Linked DNA regions of Mus musculus: regions 1, 3, 4 and 5 are each linked to region 2. The links are chromatin contacts, called in public HiChIP or PLAC-seq and promoter capture Hi-C maps. All regions are on one chromosome and are shown on one strand. The core of a region is the stretch at or near the end of the contact, and the rest is flanking DNA. Distances in the headings are between cores, read along the strand shown.

Region 1 (2,700 bases), core at 166-2,665, 430 kb after region 2:
AAGGCCTGGGGAGAGCATAGAAGGACATTCATGGTTTGTTTCTGTTGCTGGAACAAGGCTGGCTTTGGACACTTGCCAGCTAGGTTGGGAAGGACTCCCATGTCCTTGGTACTGTGCACCATCATGCAGGGTCCCCTCTCTCTATAGTGAGTTCAGTCTTAGTGATGTGAGGGAGCTCATGGAGCCGGCAGACACATGCAGGAGAGGAAGCCAGCGTGGCAGGGCAGTGAGCAGAGTGGACTAGGAGGGTTTCCTTTGTCCACATGTTCAGGACAGTGCCACTGATCCTAGGCGCTAAGGAGACCCAGTGGAATGTGCGCAGAGGGAAGAGGGACTGAGTAGAAAGGGTGACCCCCAGTGCTGCAGCCTTCCTTAGGGTCTCCTAGAGGTTAGAAATGGTCTCGAAACTCCAGGCTGGAATAGGAAAGCCAAGAAAGTCTGGCTTCCTTTGTGGTGTGCTGTTTCTGGATCACCTGTGATCCTCTCTCTTCTTTCTTCTTCTGTGTTGTGTGAGGTGAGTGGTGGGAGGGAACCCAGTCGGTGTACTGTCCGTGTGGGCCCTTTTCCTTCTCAGCCCAACCTTGTGGGGCCTTGGATGTGAACCTCTGGGAAGGTTCCTAGATAAGGAAATGAGTCAGCATAAAAGAATCGAGTCTTTATTTCCTTTTAGTTTCATGAAATTGTTAGTTTCCCCCATAGTGTTAGGGATGGAATTAAATGTTTGACATACTGTAGGCAGGTGCTGTGCTCTTGATCTGTATGTACCCCAGTCACCTGAGTTGTCTAGGTTGGCCTTCAATTCACTCTTCTACGGGGGTGGCCTTGAACTTGTGATCTCCTGCCTCAGCCTCCCGAATAGTTGGATTTACAGGCCTGTGTCACCAGGCCTGGTGGAGCTTTTCATTAGAAGGTCTCTGCAAGGGATCGTGGTTAGGAAGCTGGGTGTGGGGCTCAGCGTATTTTCCTTTGTCATGTCTGTATCAGTTTATTTTGAATATAGTGGATGTGAATGCTTTCTGATGCTGGGAGCTGAACCTAGAGCCTTGACCATGTCAGGCGGGCACTCTAGCTATAAGCTATACTCTCAGCACTTCATATGTGTTGTGCATGCGTGAGAGATAAAGGTCCTAAGGCCTTGGATTTCCTCAGGGCCCTCCAGATAGCATTTGAACATGTTCTTCACAGTGACATTCTAACTATGGCCGTTTTAGGACATCCTGGTAGTGGTTTTCTGTCTCCCTCTGTGACCCTTCTTTTTTGTCTTGCTATGACGAAAACCTCTTAGATTTATTAGCTCCCTTGACTTGGCATTAGTAACCCCCCTCCCCCAAGACTGGAAAGAGCTGTATTCTGGGAAGCCTGTACAGCCCAGAGCCTCTGGTGAGCTCTGAATAGCTCATGGGCTGTGTCTGCAGACAGCGGATCCCAGAAAGGAAAGACAAATAAACTCAGACGGGTGTGAGTCTGCTGGGAAGCCCGGGGGGTGGGGGGGTGGCCTAAGGGAGAATGGGGAAGCAAAGCTGACAGGGAGAGAGGCGCTTTGGGACCTGAGCCATTCTCCAGTCTCTGCTGGCTACTGCCACTCCTTCTTCCATGGAGCTGACCAAAGCTGACCTGGAGATGTTCCCTTGTCAGCCTGAAATGAAATAGAGTTTAGCACCTTTATGCTTCCCCTTAAAAGCTGGCTATGGTCTCATTCTCATTAGTGACGCTGGAAAGAAGAAAGGAATCTGTGTACATGCAGATTCATCATTCAGCAGTGACAGACGCAGTCCCTGCTCCCAGGGAGTCTTCAGGCTGTCTTCTGAGCTGTTGAGATCATGGACAAGCATTTGGGGCATTTTCAAAAGTAATTATGAAGATTGGTACCATCTAAATATGCACGTTGATGCACCAGTTATCTCTTAGTAAAAGTGACACTGTACATTTACTTATTTATATCTGTTTATTTTAGAACTAGCTATTTGACATTTCCTCTGTAGGAAAGGAGCCAAGGGAGAGGTAGTGTGGCCCAAAAAGCTGAGTAGGACTGAGGGTAAGGAAAGCCAGACTCACAGAAGTCATGGCGACAAAAATATAGAAAGGCACAGAACCTGATACCGAGGATGTTGTAACAAGACACTGGGCAACAACCACAAGTGCTAGTGTGTACACACCAAGTGTTTATACATCAGCATACCCATAGTGTGAACAAACCCAAGTGCCAGGACTATTGATGTGCCAGTGTGTACACAGCCAAGAGTGGAACATTCAAAGATACTTTGAAAGAGTTTGCTGATCTAGTGAAGTGGGGAACAGGGATGTCCCTCTATGCAGAGTGCTCTGCATGGACAAAGATAGAGAAAATAAGAGAGCTTGGCTTACTCAGGGACAGGAGTCCTTTGGTCATACTCCATGGGGGTGATTGCTGTAGCAGCCCTAACCCAAAAGCCTGAACCCAAAAGCCCCTGCTGTCATCTGGTTTGTTTTTATAAGAGCCATTTTACGTTCCCAGCAGAATTGGCAGGAGCACAGAAGTCCTTATTCACCTTTGCAGCCCTTGATCAGCCTATGTTTGAGGGAGGCTGGTGACACACTGTTCTCACTCAGAGGCAATTGTTTATGCTAGGGCTCTGGCTTGGTGATGTCCATTCTGAGGGTTTTGACGAATTCATGGTGTGTGTCCACCGTTACAGCCTCATGTGTTTCATTTAGTCAGCC
Region 2 (2,700 bases), core at 196-2,695:
TCTCTTTTCAGACATATGGGGTACACAACCTGTTTTTAATATCCAAGCTTCCAAAGAAAAATTGACCTGCTGGATAGCAGAACTAAGTGTATTAGATCGAGGGCCTAGAAATGTAACATAGCTTAAAAAGGAAATGCTTTTTGACAACCTACAATGACAAATAGGATCTGTCAGCTTCCTATCGATGGACATTTTGAAGCTGAGCACCTCCAGCCCACATTTATATAGGGTTAACTATGTCAGGCTCAATGAACTGCCTTGCATAATTTTATTTATTTATTTATTTTTGGTTTTTCGAGACAAGGTTTCTCTGCATAGCTCTGGCTGTCCTGGAACTCACTCTGTAGACCAGGCTGGCCTTGAACTCAGAAACCCGCCTGCCTCTGCCTCCCAAGTGCTGGGATTAAAGGCGTGCGCCACCACCGCCCGGATGCATACATTTTTTAGTTTGTTTGAATGTCTCATGTAGCTCAGGCTGTCCATGAATTCAATACTCAGACTAGGATGATGACTCTGTGACTCGAATACTGGGATCACAAGTGTCAATAAGACTGGCTGAATGTTTATTATTTAAACAACAGCCTATGAGGGAGTAGTGGACTCCTAGCTTCCAATTCTTGGAAACTTACTAGCTGTGTTCTTGGACAAGTCACTTCACTTCGACTTCCTCGTCTGTAAAATAATGACGCTACCTACCTAGATGGCTGCTGTGAAGTTTAAGTGGATTAACAAGGCAATCAGGAGAGAGCCCTGTACACTACGCTTGGGTCATGACGATAGCGTCCTGGCAGATACAATGACGCGCCCGTCCCCATCAGGCCAGCCGCACCTGCAGCTCTGCTGGAAGCGGGGCAGACGGTCGAGCAGGCGCCCGAGGGACGCCTCCACGTCGCCGAAGAGCCGGTGGATGCGCTCGGTGCACTCGGCCCCGCGAATGAACGTCTTGTAGTTGGCGAAAGCCAGGTCGCGCGTCTGCTGCAGCCGCTGGGCCCGCTCTTCCGCCAAGCGCTCGGGTTCGCGCCGCAGCCGGTCCAGCCCGGAGCCGCTCAGCTCCCGGAGGTAGCGGCCCACGTCGGGCTTCTCACGCCACTGAGCTTCGGGGAAGCGGTCCCGGAATAGCGACGCCAGGAGGCCCTCATCTTCCACCTCCCCCAGCGCGACGGCCGTGGCTGTCGTCGTGGCCGAAGCGGTCGTGGAGGGCTGGAGAGGGAGAGCGGCCGCCATCTCTCAAGCACGGTACCGTCACTTCCTCTTCAGAGCCGGTTTCGCTCCTGGGAAACGGAAACGATTGGGGGAAACATTTCCCGTCTCTATGGTTTCTCATCTAGCCGGCTTTCGGTCCCCGGAAGTCCGCCACGGTAGGCGGCGGCTGCGCAAAGATCACGGAGAATTAGGCTAGAGAGACACGCGTTCGTGGACCCCAGGAAGTGGGCGGGTGGGAAAGTGACTTCCGCTTCCGGCTCTCCAGGCACGAGGATTCCCGGGAGCCAAGCAAGCGGCAAGATGAGGCCCTTGACTGAAGAAGAGACCCGGGTCATGTTTGAGAAGATCGCGAAGTAGTAAGAACTGGAGAGGCGGATGAGGGACGGGCGTGCGGGGAGTGGGGATGCGGCTCCGGGGCGGGACGGTCCCGGCTCAGACGCTGGTCTTGTTGCCCTCAGCATCGGAGAGAACCTTCAACTCCTAGTGGACAGACCCGACGGCACGTACTGTTTCCGGCTGCACAACGACCGAGTGTACTATGTGAGGTGAGGTGGGGCGTGCTGCCCACTGCGTGGCGGGCTGGAGGCGTGCATCCATCCCTGGTCGTCACCGGGTACCTTCCTCCCGCGCCCCTGTAGTGAGATGATGCTGAAGCTGGCCGCCAACATCTCCGGAGACAAGCTCGTGTCGCTGGGGACGTGTTTTGGGAAGTTTACCAAGACCCACAAGTTCCGCTTGCACGTGACAGCTCTGGATTACCTGGCCCCCTATGCCAAGGTACGTTGTGGGGGCCTGGTCTCCAGGTTGCCATCCGGGATGAAGTCCCGGGTGACGGCGGCCAGGTCAGAGCACAGATTCTTTCCAACGAGTTTCTGGACAGCGTCAGCCTAAGAAGTTGTTTGTCGATATTGCTGCTTGGACACGTTTAGGAAGGGTTATGGCCATGGAGCTGCATAGCCTAGTTGTCTACAGGAAAACAGGCCTCCACCGTGTCAGCTGGATCTCAGAAAGCAGAGACGAAGACACAAGTGCCAGTGGTGAGGGTGATCCTAGGGTCCAAGGGGAAAAAAAAAGGAAATTGCTGATTATGTGAGCATTTCGATGTAAGGTTGAATTTCGATGTTAGGTTGAGGAAGGAACTCCATGGTGAAAGATCAAAAATTGGGGTATCCCAGCACTTGGGAGGCAGAGACAGGCGGACTTCTGAGTTCGAGGACAGCCAGGGCTACACAGAGAAACACTGTCTCAAAAAAAAACAAAAAACCCACAAACAAACAAAAACAAAAAAGTGGGGGGGGGGTCCAAACAACTTAAAGGTTCCCCACCTCTCCTTAAACTCGGAAGCAGCTGCTAATCCGCATTTAGGGATATAGCCCAACATCCTTGTGTCTTGGCTTTTAACTCTCTTTCAGTATAAAGTGTGGGTAAAGCCGGGAGCAGAGCAGTCCTTCTTGTATGGAAACCATGTGTTGAAATCCGGTCTGGGTCGAATTACTG
Region 3 (2,700 bases), core at 121-2,620, 320 kb before region 2:
CAGACACTCCGTTCTCTGGCTCCCATTCTTCAAAGGGTTGGTGGGAAATCCCTAGCAACCTCCTGGCGGCTCAGATGGCATTGGTTACACAGTTTCACGTTAGCTCAGGATCTGTTGTTGAGCACATGCCGTGCAGTGTGCTTGAGCCCCTTGCCAGTCACTTTTAAGAGTTTTGTTTTGTTTTGAGACAGAATCGCATGTAGCCCAGGCTGGCCTCGGATTCAGTCTGACGTTGTTGATTGATTTTCCTTTCCACCTCCCGAGAGAGAGCTAGGATTACAGGTGTACACCACCATGGCCAGCTTAGCTTATGTGCTTTTTACATAATTAATTTCTAGGTTTTAAGATCTATTTCTATTTTTAAATTATGTGTGTGCGTGTGTCTGTGTGTACATGCGTGTAGGTGCCTGCTGAGACTAAAAGAGGGTGTCAGATCCCCTGAAGCCAGATTTACAAACGACTGTGAGCCTCCTTACATGGGCACTGGGGACCACACACAGGTCCTTTGCCACCCACTGAGCCATCTCTTCAGCTCTAATTTATAGTTTTAAAAATTTATTCAAACATTATTGGTTATTATTTGCCACATGCCAGATATTGAGCTAAAAGATCTGGGAATATAGCAGTGGGCAAGACGGACATGGCTTATATCTCATACTGCAGCCCAGGGAGGGAGGCACACACAGAATGACCATTTAAAAATATGATAGAATTGAGTCAAATCCCTCCAAAGAAGAGGGACGGGAACGGAGGGGACATAACATCTAAGCTAGGCCAAGAGGTCTTCAGTGAGCAGATGGGATTTAACTAGACCTGAAGAGGAGTATGTGTGTGAGTGGGTAGAACTCGCGGAAGGAAGCCTTTCATTAGAGAAGCTCGTGCAAGGTCTCAGAACCAGAGAAAAGCCCCGTTGGTTTTCTTGAGGCACTGATAAGAGGAAGTTGTAAAGCCCCGGCGAGGCACTGCCAAAGGGAAAGGGAGAGGCAGGGCCAGACCGTGCTTGTGAGACCTGCGTGTGAGGGTGACTGGTTAAGGAGAGGCAGGTACAGACCATGCTCGTGAGGGTGACTGGCTAATTGGGTGACACATTAAGCAAGGAGACTGCAAGAAAGTAGGCCAGCGTCAGAGCAGGTATCACAGACTCAAGCTCATCCCGTGAGAAGGGAGCCCGCAGGTTCATTCTGAGTTTGAGCATTCACATCTGGGTGATTCCTGACATTCTAGATTTTGCCTTTCTCTTGACTTATTTTTTTTGGCTCTGTGTTTTTTTTTTTTTTGTGGTCTCTCTCTCTCTCTCTCTCTCTCTCTCTCTCTCTCTCTCTCTCTCTCTCTCTCTCTCTCTCTCTCTCTCAGATCAAACCCAGAGCCTTTCACTTCCCCATGTGTTACATCTCCAGCACTCTTAACAAGCGTGTCCAGCCAGCAGCCCACAGCTGACAGCCTGGGTCCCAGACTACAACATTATATTTTAGTGTCAAAAGGTGGGATACTCCTACCTGGAGAAAAAAAGGAGAAAAAGGATTTTTATCTGGGCTAGTTGTCAATATGAATCCCATTTCTCACTGGATTTACATTCCTAATTTTATATTTTGTATGTCATCTGAAAAAAATAAGCTTTTGGCTAAGGTTCCGGAGTCATATGAAATGTAACAAGGAAGAGTTCACAGATGGAATAGCTTAAGTTGGATTGTTACTGGATTTAATTAGCTTAGTTGAATTTTGTTTTCTGATTGAATATTAATTTGGATAGTCTTTATAGGTTGAAAGCATAGATTGTGTTTAATCTTCTTATTTAGTACTTATTTTAGACAATAGAACAAATGGGAAAGAAATCGCTAAAATCTATTACTGCATTTTTAGAGCCCATTGTTGGAGGCCGTGCCTCACTTGCTATCTCTGCACAGCCCTGGCCCATCCTTGCCCTCCTATGAGCCATCCTGACTCATTGCCACTTCCTGGGCTCCCCTGATTTTGCAGTTTAAGTGAACACACATCACCTTGTTTACTTTTGCCCTAGATTTGCTAATTTATTGTTTCCTGCTTGATTCATTCATTTATAAGAGTTTCCTCTTCCTCCTCCTCCTCTACTTTTTTTTTTTCTTTCTGGTTTTCTCTGTTCTCTGTGTAGTCCTGGCTGTCCTAGAACTTGCACTGTATACCAGGCTGGCCTAGAACTCATAGACCCATCTGCCTCTGCCTCCCAAGTGCTAGGATGGCATGTGCCACCACTGCCTGGCAAAGGTGCCCTTTTTTTAAAATTTTAGATTTAGTTTATTTGTGTGTATGAATGTTTTACCTCCATGTATGTATGTATGTATGCCACCTGTGTGCCTGGGGCCGCAGGAGGTCAGAAGAGGGTCGTAGGATCTCCTGGATCTGGAATTTGGATGGTTCTGAGCCACTATGTTGGATGCTAGGATTTGAATGCAGGTTCTCTGGAAGAGTACCCAGTGCTTTTAACAGCTGCGCCATCTATCTCTCCAGCCCCGTAAGGCTTCTTAGTAATGCTGGGTTTTGTCTTGTATTCACAATAAGGTCACATTTGAAAATCATGGTTGACTACAGTCACTCTTTAGAGCCTACAACATTTTCCCTGTTAGGAGTCATTGTTTTGGCCAATGAAACAGAATCTAACAGCATCGGGCCTTTCTTCATTCCTTTCTGATTCATGTAAGTAAGGTGATTATTAAAACAGCATGT
Region 4 (2,700 bases), core at 74-2,573, 450 kb before region 2:
ATCTCTTCCAGCTCAGATGGGAGAGGGCTGGAGAGATGGCTCAGCGGTTGAGAGCATTGACTGCCTTTCGAAAGGACCGGGTTCAAATCCCAGCACCCCCATGGCATTTCACAACTGGCTGTAATTCTAGTTCCAAGGGACCTGACATCCTCACACCAATACACATAAACAAAATAAATTATTAAAAAATAAAACCCAACAGAACAACTGATGAGGAGGGCTGGAGAGATGGCTCAGTGGTTGAGAGCACTGGCTGCTTCCAAAGGACCCAGGTTCAAATCCCAGCAACCACATGGTAGTTACAGCTGTCTGTAATTCCAGTTCCAGGAGATCTGATACCCTCACATAGACATACACGGAGGGAGAACAATGTAAGTAAAAGATTTAAAATAAAAAGCAACAACAACAAAACAAAACAAAACAAAAAACCTGATGGATGTGGGATGCATAGGATGCTGCTACTTGGGGGTCCCAAGGTCAAAGCCAGTCTGGGTTACCTAGTCCTGAGAACTGAAGTTAAGAGAACAGATTTTAGCCGGGCAGTAAGGTAGTGGGTACCTGTAGCTCCATCCCAGAAGTGAGAAGGCTGAGTTTGAACAATGATGAGTTTAAAGCCATGCTGGGCTACATAGCAAGGCTATGTCTCAAAAGGGAGCCGGTCAGGTGTTAGAAAATTAGATTAGCCTGGTCTGGTACCCCACTTGTGCAATCCCAGCATTCGGGAGACTGAAACAGGAGGATGGCTAAGACTAAGACAATTCCAGGCCCACCTGAGTTGGAAAACAAACAAACAAAAAAGCTACCAAACAAAATAAAACCGTCGGAGAAATAGCTCAGTCAGTAAAGGCCAATGGCGGCAATGCAATCCCAAGACCCTCTTGGTGGAAGAAGAGAATTGACTCTTGAAGGCTGTCGTCTTATCTCCACAATCGGTCTGTGGCACGTGCGTTTGCGAGCACAGGATCGCGCTCTCGCCCGCGCACGCACCCCTCCCCCCATGTTAAAATGTCATTTAAAATCCCTAAGCAAACAAACTCATCCAACCAAAGAAAATAAAAACATAAGAAACAAAACGGAAACCTAGATGATGAATAAAGTCCTTTGTAACTCCATGTCTCCGTGGGTCAGAGCACAGCTAGGCTAGGATTCGAACGACCGTGGAATAGGAAGCTGGGAAGTCTTCTAAGGCCGGCCCCATGCCACCAACTACAGACAGGGGTGGAGGAAGTTGAGGGCCCTGCAGTTCCTTGGCTGCCACCTGCAGGTGCGTCCCCAGCCAATCAGCGGCGCCGGGGGCGGTGCCTGCGGGCTCACCTGGCGGCCGCAGCCTCTGCGCTGCTCACTGGTGTGGGAGCCGCGGCGCACTACTGAGTTCCCAAGAACTTCTGCTAGACTCCTGCCCGGCCTAACCCGGCCCTGCCCGACCGCACCCGAGCTCAGTGTTTGCTCGGCGTCTGCCGGGTCCGCCATGGGAGCCCGGTGCCGCAGCTTTTCCGCGCTCCTGCTCCTGCTGCAGGTATGTGGAGGGTCCTGACTCGTGCCCCATGATCCGCTTCGCTGTGTTTTTCTGCCGGCTGTGGTCCCGCTTCCCTTCTTCCAAGAAAGTTGGGATCCGGAGGGCCAGATCGCCCTGGGCGCTGCGCGGTGCGGGGCTGAGTGCGGTGGAGTGGGAGGGAGGTCCAGGCGGGCGCGGAGTGGTCGCCTCTGGCGCAGGTTCCCAGGTGGGGGCGCGCCACGCTGCCGGCTCCCGGGTCCCCGGGTTGAGCAGGGTCCCTGTTTGAGACAGAGGAGGCGTGGAGCAGGATGGGGGCCTGCCTGTAGAAGGTGGGGTGCTGAAGTAGCGCGGACGATCCGAGATAAGGGAAGGGATTTTAGTATTATAAAAGCACCTGTCCTGTTAGGGAGGGACCGTAGATTGGGGTACCCGAGAGGAGTCTGCGGGTGTGCGTTGAGACCGTTCGCGGTCGAAGGAAAGTGGTGTCCGGAAGAGTCAAGGCGTCTCCAGTGAGATGCAAATGGAGCTAGGAGAGGAAGGTGGACTAGGTTGCCAGGTGGTGGCCCCAGATGTCCCCTCCCCCAAAGGCTTTTGGAGCTTGGCGGCTGGTTTCGGGATGAGCGGATAGCGTCCCTGTGTGCCCTGAGGGGGGTCCTCCCCACTAATCCCGGCGCCCGAGGCGAGGGAAGGGTTACCCTTGGTTTCGGTGTGGGCTGCTGGGAACCCCCTCAAGTCACCAGTTTGCTTACTTTACCTCCATCCCAGGTCTCCTCATGGCTTTGCCAGGAGCTGGAGCCTGAGTCCTGCAGTCCCGGCTTCAGTTCCGAGGTCTACACCTTCCCGGTGCCGGAGAGGCACCTGGAGAGAGGCCATGTCCTGGGCAGAGGTAAGGGAAACTGATGGTGTTACTCGGCCGAGTGGGGTCGGGTAGTGAAGGCGCCAAGAAATCGTGCTACCATGCTGGTAGGGTGGAATGGACAAAACTCTTCCTTGGAATTTACGGCAGATTTGGGAGTCTTATTTATCGATTGTGGTTGATCAAGGTAGATATGTCTGGCTCTGCTATTTATACGGGGCAGAAATGGGCCAAGGGTATTTAGAGGTCATCGGTATTCCTCCAACTGATTACTGGAGCCGGTCTATCATTTCAGACCGCCAAACCTGCTGGGTAGAGCCAGTTGGACTGTAGTTCCATTTAATGATGA
Region 5 (2,700 bases), core at 179-2,678, 330 kb after region 2:
AGAAAAGAGCTGGAGAGCCAACCCCCTGGGCGCCATGTCAGTCACTGCACAGTAATTGAAACCAGGATGTATCATAAACAGGCTTTAGCTAACTGCTAACTGCTAAACAAGTTAGTCCCTCGGCCATTGTTTACTTTGAGCAATTCCCTTCTGCCCTAAACCACAGAGAGGTAATTATAGACAACGAATCTTGATGGAGGACTGGATGCCATCTAACTGGGACTAGCCCGAAGAAAATGGCGAATATTGCATAAATGACCTAGAAGAGTATTTCCAGCTCGCTTCTGCACCTTGCCCTGAGGCTCCTAATCTGACTTCATTCATTTTGTTGTTATGGCAGAACTATCAAAAAAAAAAAAAAAGCATGAAGCAAACTTACTCCTTTTCCCATCCTCGTGGAGCAAAGGAAAAAAATGAAAGCAAGTCAGACAAGCTGGGGAAAAAGAAAGCTGCGTCTAACTATATGTTAGGAAAAAAATCCTTATTTTCTAGCTTTGATCTGGTTGTCAGCTGGAATGGACTTGCCCAGGTGATGGCCCACAGAGAGGCCAAACTTGTTCTTCTTCTGCTCCTCTTGAACTTCCTTTTTCATTAAGAATCCTGCCTGAAAGTTTAGGTCAAACAGGCTGCTTGGAGCAAAATAGAGTGGGGTCTCCTCCCAGACGGTTTCCAGACGTTTCTTCCATCCTTCCAGGATCTGCATGCGGGCATCTGGTGGAGTGTGGCCAATGCTGTAAACCAGTTGAGGTTCTAAGACCTGGAAGCCACAGAAACGCAGGATGCCACTCTGAGGAGAAACAGAACACAGCGGTAAGTCACAGGAGTTAAGTCCGTACTGTAAACGGGCATCAGAAGTTGATCTGCGGGGTGGAGAGCTGGCTCGAGATTTTCTGCTCTTTCAGAGTACCCCGCTTGGTTCCCAACATCCAGATGGAGGGACTCACCTGTCACTCCAGTTCTAAGGGATTGGATGATCTTTTCTGACCTCTGTGGCACCCACATAAACGTAGCATACATACCCAGAACAATAAAATGAATAAATAGAAATCTTAAAAACAAAAACAAAACAAAAAACTTGCAGCTTGAGAGATGCATTGGTGACTAAGAGGACCCACGTGGTGGCTCACAACCATCTGTAACTGCTGTTCCAGGGAATCCAATGTACTCTTCTGGCCTTCATGAACATTGCATACACACGGTACACAGACAAACAGCAGGCAAAACTCATAAAAAATAAAACTTAAATTAAAAAAAAAAAAACTTTTAAGAGGGTGAGTTGGGCTTGCCAATGGGAGAATGTACAATCTGAGGTGCCCCTGGGAATTGACACGGGTCTTTCTCTTACCTTCTGCCCTCCCTCCCTAGACTCCTTGGCAGAGCTTGAATGAGTAAAAACCTTGAAACTGTGCCAACCTGGATCCTCTGCCAAAAAGAGCCGGAAATTGTATTACATTAGGGAGAGCGTTTGCTCCTTGGCTCTGGCTCATGCGAGGGCATGTGGATGCGCATTTGTCTGCCTCTCCACATGATGAACTCAGTTTGCACAAATGGTCTTTTCAGCACCCATCTTGCTCGCTCTCCTCTGCACCCCCGGTCCTGAGTGGACATACTCCTCAGCGTCCAACCCACCTCAGAGACAAGCTCGGTGAACCTGATTCTTGTCCTGGGGAGCCAGATATGGCAGTCCACGCCTTAAACCCAGCACCCAACAGGTTGAGGCAAAAGAACTGCCACAAGTTCAAGTCTACCTTGGGATTGTATATGAACCTCCTCCCACCTTAAAACAATAAAAGGTCTTGCTGGGCAGTGGTGGCGCACTGAGTTCGTCACCAGCCTAGTCTTCAGTGTGAGTTCCAGGGCTACACAGAGAAACCCTGTCTTGGAAAACCCAAAACACAAACAAACAAACAAACAAACAAACAAACAATAAAAGAGCAGGAGAGATGGCTCAGCGAGTAGAGTCAAGATACCAGCCTTATAAGTCTGATGGAGAGAGAGCCCAGAACCTATGTAAAAAGGTGAATGCAGTTGGGTGTGGTGGCGCATGCCTTTAATCCCAGCACTCGAGTCAGAGGCAGATGGATCTCTGAGTTTGAAGCCAGCCTGGTCTACAGAGTGAGTTACAGGACAGATATACAGGGAAACCCTGTCTCAGAAAATCCAATATATGCGGCAGCATGACTCTGCAATCCCAGCATGCCAAGAGGCAAGATGGGAGGCAGAGACAGAAGTTGAAGGCCAGTGAGCCTTGACCACACAGTACTACAAAAGCCAAGGAAATCCTGGTACCAACAAGATATAAAGGGAGAGCCGGCTCCCAAAAGTTGACCTCTGATACACACGCGCGCACACACAATCGCACAGGCACACACATGCATGTGCAAACGCACGCATACATACAAGCACACACATGCATGCCCACACATACATTTTTTTTAATTATTAAAATATTCTGGGGTTACAGATACAATTCCAGGAAGACTGGAAAGAGCCAAGGCTGTGGCTGCACACGCTGAGGCCCTGGTGCACATAGAAGAGACTTTGACCATGTGCCCAGGGTCATCTCACAAGCTCCTGAAGGAAACTTAGGAGTGGCTGCCCTGTTCCCTGGCTGCTCTCCTCCCCCCTCGGGTCAGTTCTGAGTTACTGTCTGGAGGTTTGGACTCTGAGGAACGCTCGGCTAACAAACTCCTCTGGAAG

The links. Promoter capture Hi-C pulls out the DNA fragments that hold promoters and counts their contacts. HiChIP or PLAC-seq counts read pairs in DNA pulled down with a chosen protein or histone mark.
Region 1: a contact with region 2 is called in an HNF4G HiChIP or PLAC-seq map of pancreatic cancer cells. The contact joins the enhancer-like site here to the promoter of Nip7 in region 2. A contact is called at or near these places in 2 of 115 datasets of contacts at active chromatin or transcription factors (neural tube and pancreatic cancer cells) and 2 of 9 other capture datasets (adipose tissue and liver).
Region 3: a contact with region 2 is called in an HNF4G HiChIP or PLAC-seq map of pancreatic cancer cells. The contact joins the enhancer-like site here to the promoter of Nip7 in region 2. A contact is called at or near these places in 5 of 39 promoter capture datasets (the 3T3-L1 cell line, cranial neural crest, liver and 1 more), 8 of 115 datasets of contacts at active chromatin or transcription factors (the 230-238 cell line, embryonic basal ganglia, embryonic forebrain and 4 more) and 2 of 9 other capture datasets (adipose tissue and liver).
Region 4: a promoter capture Hi-C map of embryonic stem cells shows a contact between it and region 2. The contact joins the promoter of Cdh1 here to the promoter of Nip7 in region 2. A contact is called at or near these places in 2 of 39 promoter capture datasets (the SN4741 cell line and embryonic stem cells), 1 of 484 Hi-C or Micro-C datasets (embryonic stem cells) and 4 of 115 datasets of contacts at active chromatin or transcription factors (embryonic stem cells, memory CD8 T cells and pancreatic cancer cells).
Region 5: a contact with region 2 is called in a FOXA1 HiChIP or PLAC-seq map of pancreatic cancer cells. The contact joins the enhancer-like site here to the promoter of Nip7 in region 2. A contact is called at or near these places in 12 of 39 promoter capture datasets (3T3-L1-derived adipocytes, the C10 cell line, the HPC-7 cell line and 7 more), 9 of 115 datasets of contacts at active chromatin or transcription factors (astrocytes, embryonic limb bud, embryonic stem cells and 3 more) and 3 of 9 other capture datasets (adipose tissue, liver and pancreatic islet).

What each region holds. Positions count from the first base shown.
Region 1 is chr8:107,488,661-107,491,360 of GRCm38.p6, forward strand. All of the region lies in intron 6 of Wwp2 (WW domain containing E3 ubiquitin protein ligase 2), which reads left to right. Among named protein-coding and RNA genes, the nearest start is that of Gm51547, 16 kb to the right of the region's middle. Within about 2 kb of position 1,416, at least 97 of the 459 cell types and tissues checked have an H3K27ac peak or open chromatin away from gene starts, as enhancers often do. A contact at or near this core is called in adipose tissue and pancreatic cancer cells, where this site is marked.
Region 2 is chr8:107,055,432-107,058,131 of GRCm38.p6, forward strand. Nip7 (NIP7, nucleolar pre-rRNA processing protein) reads left to right here and starts at 1,446. Exons shown (of 5, transcript NM_025391.2): 1 at 1,446-1,559; 2 at 1,662-1,748; 3 at 1,842-1,980; 4 at 2,616-2,700. The coding sequence starts at 1,504. It overlaps Cog8 (component of oligomeric golgi complex 8), which reads right to left and starts at 1,306. Exons shown (of 5, transcript NM_139229.4): 1 at 830-1,306. The coding sequence starts at 1,224.
Region 3 is chr8:106,736,096-106,738,795 of GRCm38.p6, forward strand. The region is part of intron 12 of Tango6 (transport and golgi organization 6); the gene reads left to right. Among named protein-coding and RNA genes, the nearest start is that of Tango6, 54 kb to the left of the region's middle. Within about 2 kb of position 1,371, at least 60 of the 459 cell types and tissues checked have an H3K27ac peak or open chromatin away from gene starts, as enhancers often do. A contact at or near this core is called in pancreatic cancer cells, where this site is marked.
Region 4 is chr8:106,602,027-106,604,726 of GRCm38.p6, forward strand. Cdh1 (cadherin 1) reads left to right here and starts at 1,324. Exons shown (of 16, transcript NM_009864.3): 1 at 1,324-1,516; 2 at 2,261-2,381. The coding sequence starts at 1,469.
Region 5 is chr8:107,388,338-107,391,037 of GRCm38.p6, forward strand. Nqo1 (NAD(P)H dehydrogenase, quinone 1) reads right to left here. Exons shown (of 6, transcript NM_008706.5): 6 at 1-787. The coding sequence ends at 482. Among named protein-coding and RNA genes, the nearest start is that of Nqo1, 14 kb to the right of the region's middle. Within about 2 kb of position 1,429, at least 45 of the 459 cell types and tissues checked have an H3K27ac peak or open chromatin away from gene starts, as enhancers often do. A contact at or near this core is called in pancreatic cancer cells, where this site is marked.